Linked DNA regions of Gossypium hirsutum: region 1 is linked to region 2. The links are chromatin contacts, called in public Hi-C maps. All regions are on one chromosome and are shown on one strand. Each heading gives the region's core, a stretch centred on a gene start, on an enhancer-like site or on the middle of the called end of the contact. The rest is flanking DNA. Distances are from core to core; before and after follow the strand shown.

What was found. Hi-C and Micro-C count contacts between places; a contact is called where the count stands out from the background.
Region 1: a Hi-C map of leaf shows a contact between it and region 2, with 3 times the contacts expected there. The contact joins two enhancer-like sites. A contact is called at or near these places in 12 of 34 Hi-C or Micro-C datasets (anther, leaf, petal and 1 more).

The regions. Positions count from the first base shown.
Region 1 is chrD02:53,663,060-53,668,430 of Gossypium_hirsutum_v2.1, forward strand. No RefSeq gene overlaps it. Among protein-coding and RNA genes, the nearest start is that of LOC107909896, 4.5 kb to the right of the region's middle. Within about 2 kb of position 3,367, at least 2 of the 9 cell types and tissues checked have an H3K27ac peak or open chromatin away from gene starts, as enhancers often do. A contact at or near this core is called in leaf, where this site is marked.
Region 2 is chrD02:53,559,084-53,564,755 of Gossypium_hirsutum_v2.1, forward strand. No RefSeq gene overlaps it. Among protein-coding and RNA genes, the nearest start is that of LOC121214713, 19 kb to the right of the region's middle. Within about 2 kb of position 2,823, at least 1 of the 9 cell types and tissues checked has an H3K27ac peak or open chromatin away from gene starts, as enhancers often do. A contact at or near this core is called in leaf, where this site is marked.

The sequences.
Region 1 (5,371 bases), core at 2,117-4,616, 100 kb after region 2:
AATATATTTTTTAAAAATAATAATTGTACTGGTTTCTATTTAAAAAGAAAATTTACGTTTCACCCCAAATAAAAGAGAAAACTTTTTTCTAGTTTTGTGTTTCGATGCAATTGGTTCGAGCCCACACTCAAAGTAGTTCGTGGTACGAGAATAACAGAGAAAATCGTTTGGTTGAAAATCGGGAACAACGAACGTTTGCTAAGCTGAAAACACAGGTATGAATTCGGTTAAGGTTTATTGTTATATATATCACAAATCGAGTCGTTTTCAAAATTTTAGTTTTCAGCTATGTAAGAAAATCATTTTCAAACTGAATTTTTTTCAACAGTTATGACTTTAACGAAAATAAAATTGGGTTGAGAAAATTATTTAATTACAAATTAATTTAGTTAATTTAATTAATTAAACTAATAGAATAAATAATATTTATTTTGAGAAATAGAAAACAAATATTGGGTTGAATTAAATTATAAAGTGCTGGTCAAAAGTCCATAAAGCACATATAATTGGACTCAATACAGGAAGGCTCAAACCCCCTCATGTTACATGAGAAGGGTGACAACCCTAGTGTTATTATCTAGGGTGTATCTTCTATCTTATTTGTGTAACTCCTATTCAAACAGGATTCTCCTATATCTTTTTATAAATAGATAGTACTGATAAAGGCTATTAACATAAGTTTTATGCACAAGTTTCATATATTGTTGTTCTATCTGAAACTAATCGAAATGTATTTTCTAAAAATAAATTCTATTTTTTGGGAATTACAATTTTTACCGGTTTCTATTTGAAAGAATTACTTTCCTACTAAAAGTAATCAAATCGTTTCTTTTTCTGTGTTTGCTTTGTGTTGCTTGAACTCACACTCGATGCAATTCAGGGTGCGGGGATAACGGAGAAGGTCGTTCAGTTGAAAGTTGAGAACGATACAATCATGTCTCACACAAAGCATAAGTACTTTTTGGGAAAATGTTTATTGCTATAAATATCACAAACTAGCTTGGTTTTCAAAATTTTTAAATTTCTGTTGCAATCGAAAATTGTTTCCTTAACCGGATTTTTTCAACAGATTGGTTCCTTTTCTCTCTTTTTTTCAATCATTGATTTAAAAGAGTCCCACAGGATATGACTATAATGTGATATTTAAATAGATGCCACCTTAACTCTTACATAATATTTATAAAAAAAAACAATATGTATTTAGTATTTTTAATTTATTTTTACTATTTTAACTAAAATTATTTATTTTTATATAAAAATTAATTATGAATTAAAAAATAAAATTCGATTTGATTCAAGTAATTTTTTTAAAAATTGTATATAAAAAATCTTTCATACACCAACTCTTTTTTGTTTTGTTTTTTCAGCTCTACCTCTAGTGCTGCCCTTATAACTAAATTAACAATAAATCTCTCCGGAACAAAATTAAAATTTAGATATATTTATGGAAGTTTTAATTGACCATGAAGCAATTTATTTTTTAAAAAATATTATAATTTCAAATTTAATAAAAAGATTGAGGAGATTAAAATTCGAAGTATAAAAAGGCACAATGTCGCAATGTTGAGAACAATTATATAAACCTGTTTATAAGGAGAGGGCGACACTATTCTTATTTGAATTTACAAATCGGTATCAAGTATCAACCCAGATTTGATTTTAACGCATATCATGAGTTCAATTGACAATTATACAAAATAATTAGTTAAAATTTTATTTAAATTATGACACAGTCATTATATGAGTAAGAAAAACATGTAAAATAATATATTTGTAAAAGAAAATATAAAAAGACCATGGTTTAAATGATTAAATTAAAGCTTTGAAAATTAGTCTTCGGATTGGTTATTGCCCACCTTTTTCCTCTCCCATCAATCTTTTCTTTCTTTTTTCTTCTCATTCACTACACGTCTTCTCTCTTTTCAATTTGTAGATCTATTTTATGTGTATCTTTATTGTCTTCACAAGTTGTGATGGACAAATGACGGCGCTTGTCGTTCGTTAAAATTCCACTAGTCACCAGTAGTTTTTCTTGGAAAGTGGGTGACTCTTCGTTAACTTCTTAATTTGTTTCTGTTTTGAGAGTATTTTAGAATAATAAATGATTTCACGTATCAATTTGGACCAGTGTTGTCTTAAGTTTTATGTTTTTTTTTGTTTGTTTTTCTATTGTTTAATAAGTCTTCAGTTTTAAAAGTTTTTGCCTGCTGTCATAACACTTTTTTAGTCTTGTTTATGCATGTAATCTTAGTTTTACAAGTGATTTTAGAGATCATTTTGTTGTCCTCTCTAGTTTGGTGAATGCTCGGTTCATTTGTCAATTTTTTGCTCGTCGCTTTGGACCATATAGAGCTGATTTCCCTATCGTATTAAGTGTTTGCAATCACTCCAGATATGTCATGCTTGAGTTGTGACAAAGCCAATTGTTAACGTATCATAATGTTCTATTGATGCTGAGGCTAAAACCTTTGTTATGTTGATGGAGTTTGTCTTTTGCTATCTACGACGAGTGTTTGCTATTTTTTTCTCTGAATTATATGGTTCCATTTATTGAATGAATTAATGAATTTACCTTTAAAAAAATTAAAGCTTTGAAAATTATGATGTTATATGTTGAAATCCTGTCACATTGATACTTTTATATCGTTTGATATTTAAAATTTAATCTCTTTACTTTAATTTGAGACACTAAACCCTGCACTTTATTATTTAAAAATCTTTCCTTTCATCCGATTTGCAATTATAAAAAATAAAATTGGATGAACTTTTATATTTCTATAATTTTTTGAATTATTTGAATGAATCTTTAATGGAATGAAAATTCTTAAAATTCTTAAGATTTTTATTGAAAATTTAAAATTTTGTAATTTTTATGCATTTTTGAAAAAGTAAGAGCCAAATTTAAAAAAATTATAAATGTTGAGGGTTAAAAAGTTATTTTACCTTTTGTATAATTGTAAAATTGAATGGAAAATCAAGAATTTTAAATCAAAATTTAATGTTCCAAAATTAAAGTATAGGAACTAAAATTTTAAGATTAAAAAGGTAGAACAACTTTTCACATATTTGAACTAAACTTAAATAATAAAATAAAAATTTAAAAAAATTAATGTATTGATACAAGTACATATGCAATTTTTTTAAAAGTTAGAGGGCCTTGGAGAATCTGAAAGGAAATTAGAGGGTGAAATTTTATGGCATGTAAACTCTGATGATTGATTTGCTAACTTACCCATAGGATAGCACATATTTTAAATTTTGTTTTTTGAGTTTTCCCATTGTTTCAGTGAATAGATCTAAGTCACGAGTCATTCTCCAACATCGGTGTAGGATTTGACGTCAATTTTATGAAAGTGCAATTGTAATAAGCCCCACGGCCCATCAACTTTCCCTTTTTTATTGTTTGTAATTATTGAGTGGATTTTCACATCCTCCTGACAATGACACCTGGAATTGTACACTAAATATACCCATTACATCTACTCTACTTTTCCATTTCAAAAGCAAAAAGGGTTTTCATTTTCTTTTCCTTTTTCATATATTTAATTTGTTGACATGAAGGCCTACCAAAATATACACCCATTTGCACCAAGTACAAAGGAAAACAAACAAAAATCCAGCACAAAGGGTTTTAACTTTTAAGGGTAAATTACATTATTAGTCACTAAATTATAGGTAAGTTTTTGTTTTAGTCACTTAACTAACAGAAGTTACAATTTGGTCGCAGAACAATTTAAAAGTTTTTATTTAAGTTAAAGTCGATGTTTTATGCCTTTCTCTATTCACACTGCCTGCACTAATGGAAAACTCTCTTTCTCCTTCTCTTTTACAATTCAAGTTTTTTTTTCATGAGACAAGTTTAGATGTCACAAATCTGCAAACTAAAATTCAAACAGCTTTTTTCTCCAATGTCTGACACTAATTGTCAGATCGATTTGGATATAAGGCGTGTTCTTCTACTCATCGATGGGTATTGATCCACCATACCAATCATTGAATCATCGTTTGGAACTCGCTGGTGGAACTTTTAAAAAAAATTAATAGCCCAATAACTTAAATAAAAAATTTTAAATAGTTCAGTGACTTAAATGAAAACTTTCAAATAGTTTAATGACCAAATTGTAACTTTTATTAATTAAATGACCAAAGCAAAAATTTACTATTAATTTAGTGACTAATAATGTAGTTAGGTTAATTATGGTACTAATTTTTTCCTACCATAAGAAATTAATTGTCTCGCAAAATGCTTAAGATATCAAGAAAAACAAATTCATTAATTTTTTAAAGGGAAATTCATTACTTCATTCCATGAACGAGACTATACAACTCAAGGAGAAAAAACAACAAACACCCATTGTAGACGATGAAGGACAAGCTTCATCAACACAATAAAGGCTTCAACCTCAACATCAAATGAACATTATGGCACGTTGACAATTGGTTTTATCACAACTCAAGCAAGACATATTTGGAGTAATTGCAAGCACTTAATACAATAAGGAATTCAACCTCGGATGGTCCAAAGCGACGGTAAAAAATCAGTAAAAGAACAGAGCATCCACAAAACTGGAGAGAACGACCACAAAACCATCCCTAAAATCACTTACAAAAGCAAAACTACATGCATAAGCAAGACTAAAAAGCGTGCTACAAGCGCACACAAAAACTTCTAAAAATGAAGACTTATTAAACAATGGAAAATAAAAAATATATATATAAAACTTAAGACAATACGTCCAAACCTATTCGTGAAATCATTTATTATTCTGAAATACTTTCAAAACAAAAACAAATTAAGAAGTCGATGGAACAACGACCCAAATTCCAAGAGAAATTGTTGTTGGTCGGTGGAATTTTAGCAACGACATGCACCATCATCTGTCCATCACAACTTGTAAAGACAGTAAAAATACCCACAAAATATATTTATAAACTGAAAAGAGAGAAAACACATAGAGTGAATAAGGAGAAAAAAGATAAAAAAATTAATAGGAGGGAGAAAAAAGCATACGGTAACAAGCTCGGATACTGACAAAACAAAAGAAAAACAACAAAGAAATTGAAATTATTTTTCCACAATTACTTTATTTAAAGTTGTCTAAGCTTACATTCAATAATGTAAATTCATTATTGATTGGCGTTTAATACTATATTAATCTATGCGTGGATAATACGTTAATAACCTTTTGTAAATTTTAGTTTGTGTTATTAATAAATTTATATCTTAAAAAAAAGAGTATATTTTCAAAAAAATATATACTCTTGATTTAGAGTTAGAAAGCTTACCACTTTAATCTTCAAATTTGAATTTTGTGAGTTCAAATGTTGAATTAGAAAATGGTTGAAAACTTTTAAATTCAATAATTAAAAA
Region 2 (5,672 bases), core at 1,573-4,072:
ATAGATCCTAAACCATGGCATGTAACCCGACACCCACTCTAACTATAGGACAATGATTGGTTCACGAGTAGGTATATGATCATATCGATTTTCCCAAATTTTGATATATTTCGAGAAGAATACTGACCAATTCGTATTCATTTACTGTAAGTCGATTTTGTGCTCTATTTCGAGCACCTCAAGTGCCTTGGGAATCGATTGTCGAAATCCAAATTACCATAACACTCTATCCGTCTGGTGCATCTCGACGCAGCATAGTTGACCAATGAGACCTTAACATGCCAAATGTTCAGATTTTGAAAGAATTTATCCGGAATTATTGCCCAAATTGTCAGATCCTCATATGTTGTCCATTGAAACTATATGAACGTGATGAAAATATTAGTTATATACATAATACTAAACACTAAATATGAAACGACTGTTTTATGTATATATATATTATTTCATACTTACTTGCACTTCCGACCGTTGGTCTAATAGAAGCCGTATATCTTCAAGAGTGGTAGGTATTCCAACATAACTCGCCGAATGGTTCCACCTAATTAAATAAATTTTTAGCATACAATTTTATTTTAAATATAAATAATACTTGTAAAATCAAATAAAAATTTTACCTCGTTATGAGTGTGAATGTATATGGGTGGTTCACTCGATGACGTAAAAATAGAAAGCGAAACCGAGCCCATGATTGTAGTAGTGATAGGCAACCTCCGATTTTGGCTTTATTTGGTGGCATCGCCCTGCACATCTCCTAGTACAATGTTTCCAACACGGCAGACCCCCAACTAAATTCACCAGCTGCTCTAAAATCAACGAGTTTCAACAGCCACCTTAGATGTACGAGGTTTCGTGACAAGTCTGGCATCAAATAACCTCCAATCATCTTAAGGATGTATGCTCGAGCATATCGTATTCTTTCTACTTCAGTCAAATCATTCTCTGGCTCTGGGAATGTGTCTCGTAACCAACCCATCTCAATCCAACCTCTGTAAATATTATCCGGAATCACACCCAAAAAATTGTAGCATATAACTCCCCAATCAACAGATTGAACGGACCCGGTGAGTGCGGACCCATCCACTAGTAATCTCAATTGTAACTGTCCGTCCTTCAAAGTGATGGGACACTATCCGCATGGAAGATGGAATGTGTACGTTTCGGGTCTCCACCTCTTTATTAACGCATTGATGAGTTTTGGGTTCAACTTGCACACTCGGCCTATAGTAGCCACGTGCCAAAAACCCGCTTCTCTCATGTAATTTTCTATCAACGGTGATGGAGGACCAGACATATTACGAATATAACATTGTAACACCCGATCTACAGACAGTTATAAAAAATTATAAAATACAAATTAATTAAAATCACATAAGTGAAGAAAAATATTAAATAATATTTAAAAATTAAAATTAACTCTTACCATTTTCATTTGTTCGACAGAGATATGTTTATGATTGAGACGAATGAATTCTCTGGCCATTGCTAACACGATAAAATATTTTTGAAATTATAAAAAAATAATACTAATTTAAAAAGAAAATTAAAGGAAATAATTAATTCAATAGAGCTTTGAGAAATTTAGGGAGAAATTTGAGAGTTTTTTGCTAAATTTTGAAGAAATTTTGTGTGAAATAATAGGAGGGGGTTTTTATACTTTTTTTTTTACCATTGGACCCCTCCCAAACATAAAAAAAAGCTGTTGGGGACAAAAACATGGAGCAAAACGCTCCCCTGAGGGAGTGTTTTTGCCACATCAGCAAAGCGTGTCCATGTCAGTGCGTTTTGTGCTGACATGGCAAAAACGCTCCCTAGGGGCGCAATTTGCTGAAAATTTCACCTTAAAACGCCCTACGTGGACGCGTTTTGCCTAAATTGGCCCCTTTTTTTGTAAATAATGCAAAAATTGGCCCATTTCCGTAAATATACTTGGAAATAGGCCTTTATAGGTAAATTAGTCCATTTATTTTCTATCATATTACTAAATTGAAATTTAAAAATAATTATAGTATAATAGTAGTTGCGATAATTACATATTTAAAAAATTTATAATTTAATATAAAATTATTATTTTAAAATTTTGGTTAAAATAATTATAATAAAAGAAAAAATTGACGTAAAAAAGTTTTCTCAATTACAATAATTAAAAAAAAATTTACTTGATATTTTTTGTGTGCTACATATTAATTATATATTATTTGCAAATTATTATAGTCAATTTATTGACTATTAAGAAAAAAAAAATAAAAATTGAAGAATGAAGAGTTTATTTTACAATATATCATATTTTTATTTTTTGTACAAATGATTTAATAAAATTTTTATTAGAAATATATTTAAATAACGTTTATTAGTTATTCTTTTAAATAATGATTAAATGAAGTAAAAGTTAATTTATATGTTGAAAATAATAACAATTTTTAATTATTATTTGAATTTTAAAATATTATTAAAAATATTAATTGAACTACAAAATATTAATATTTTAATATGATATTAAAAATATCTTCTTATTATATTTTAATTATTAAATAAATTAATATATTTTAATTATATTTAACAATTTGAATAATGAATTAAAAATTAATTACAATAATTAAAAATATATTATTTAAAAACTAATTAAAAAGTTAAAAGTGAAAAACCACATGAAACTAGTATAATTTTGGATATTTATTCTAAAACAGTAAATCTTTAAGCATTTGTTAAATATATAAATAAGATTTTTAATGTTGATGAACAACAGGTTATCTATGCTCAAGTTTTGAATGCAGTGATGAAAGTCTTGTCAGTTTATAATCTTCATTTTCCATTTCTCAAAGATTTAATCTGGTTTGGACCTTAAGCCCATAAGATCACATCAATGGAGTCCATACATACTTGGACCCAAAGCTTAAGCTTTTGGGTTCTTAACACCCTCATTCCATTGAGAAAACACGAAATTAGCTGATTAAATAATCTAAATAAAACTATTTTAATAAATATAAAAATTAAGGAAATTGTTTTCTCTTTTCTTTTTCTACTTTGGAACAATAATGTTTGGGGTGATATCAGTTTGGTTCCGTAGACTTTTTTTTGGATTTTTGAACTATTCATCGTGATTTAATTTGGTTCGATTTTCAGTTTTTCCATATCAATGCTTTGTTTTGAATTTCTAGACTTATTTTGACAAAATGAATTTTGTTTTATGCCTTTTAAAAATTATTTAACAAAAGCCTTTTTCATAAATATTTCTAAAACCAATAATTTTTGAAAATCTTTTAAATTACTTTCCTTATTAAATATAAAATATTTATTTTAATATCATAAAAAATTAAAATTAATTATATATTAAATAAAGATAGATTTCGGTCCAATTTCGGGTAGCTACAAGTTTTAAATTTACATTTCATAAATTGTACAAACATGTTGATTCAAGTCGATTTTTAGTTTTTCTTGCTCAAACCTAAATAATTTTTTGTTTTTTTTAAAAAAAAAACTATCCTCCTTTACACATGAAAAACCATCCATCTTTTTTTATTCAATGGCAAAGAGGAGGATGATGAGGCTTGCTGCTGTTCGAGTGGGTGGTAGGGTCACAAAAAAAAGTTCATGTGCGGTAAGAGGACCCACTTACAGCCGAATAATGGACACAAATACAAATGGAGGGCTTGTCCTCTTTCAAGGACATGTTGCTTGCATTCTGTAGTAGAAAAACGAATGTCTTGAAATCGAAAAGGGCAATGATATTGAAATGCTAGATGAGGATTTCATCATGGAAAATGTGGATGGTGTGCCATCAATCTCCTTCTTTGAAAGGGTACGTAATTTAGTCAAACAAAGTATGAGAAAGACGATCGTCATAAAATTGCTTGGACGAAAGATTGTATTTAGTGTGCTCTTGAACAAAATCCAGGCACTTTGGAAGCTAGTGAAGGGGTTACAACTCATAGATCTTGATAATGAATACTACATTGTGAAATTTAAATAAAAAATAGATTATTCAAATGTTTTATCAAGAGGGCCAAGGATAGTGTTTGGCCTCACTGTACAACCTTGTTATGAGGAGTCCTCTACTTTGAAACCTCATTCAAATCACGTGGTAGTGTGGATACGATTATCAGGCCTTTCCAGCTCTTAGTACAAAAGGAGTTTGATAAATGTCATTGGGGAATTGATATGGGAAATGATGAAAATATATAATAATATCGATAGCGTAATAAAGGGGAGATTTGTAAGGTTAGCAGTGTCATTTGATTTAAGTAAACGATCAGTTTTTAAAATTAAGATTAACAAATCGCTATAAATGGCTGAATTCGAATCTCTATCTAACATTTATTTACTTATGATCTTTACTATCACATGATAGATATCTATCCTCTTTGAAAGAGGAATGATAATCTTGATGATAAATTGAGAAGGAACATATGTCAACTTTGGAGAAGACAATATACCATTTGGAAATATACAACAATTATGGTCCTTGTCTAATGAAAGACTCCAACTCCTCCTAAGAAACGTCTTGAAATTAAGCTTGGAAATAAAGAAATTTCAAATGTAGGATCAAGGTTTAATAGTTTAGCTAATTATCAAGATGAAATTGGCGTTGAGAAAAAAAGGGGTAATATGGGGATTCCAATTTTATCCTTACAGGGGTAAGGTTCGGCTTATTGTATGGGTTGAGGTAAAACTAATAAGAGGCCCAATGATAACTCAAAAGGCAAGGCTATTCAGACTAGCAAAGGGTCTATTAATAAACAAGTTTCTCAAATGCATGGTACAAAGAATGTATAGATCTCAATTAAAGTTGGGCCAAGCAAGGTCAAGTGATGGAAAATACAAGTTCAACCTGTGGTCATTTATCCATTACTACTGCTCTAAAAAGTATTCGTGAAGAGAGCATTACACTATCAATTTTACAGCTTGTAAATTTGAAATTTCCCTCAACTCCTAAAAGACATTATGTTGTTATCATTGATGAAATCTCAAATCCTAACACAGTGCATGTAGAGGGGTGTTGGAAAAATCCATTTAGAAAACAATAGTTTTTAGGCATAGTTTAAATTTTTTTAATATGAGTTGTTGTAATATTTATAATAATAAATATTAACCGAAATATATTTGTGCTTTGTACGAGTCAATTTAAAGTCAATCCTGACTTTCTACCGAATGACCTTTTTTGCTAATCTCAAACCATGAACTACTTTGAGTGTGGGCTCAAAATATATTGAATTAGTCACACAATATGAAAAACTTTATTAACTTTCAGTAGAAAAGTTAATTCTCTTATTAATCGTAATTATACATTTTTTCTAGAAAATATAATTTATTTTATAAAATAAATTACCACTATTTTCTAATAGAATAATAATGTATGTGAAGTGTGTCAATAACTCAACACATAGTTTCAATTTGAGTTGTGGACTATGCAAATATGTGAATGCTTAATGGGTACGCATGATGCATATTTATGTGCCTTTATGTTTAGATAAATTTTGTAATTTCATTTTTCCACGTTATTATTTTAAATGTGTGATAATTTTGTTGAGCTTTGTGATTGATTGCCTCTTCAAAGCAAAGTAAGTATAGTGATTTTCATTTAAGCTTACTAAGCATTTTATGCTCATGTGTTGGTGTCTTTGTACGTAGATATCAACTTTTAGATTCTTGAAGCCCTACTCAACCCTAGGATA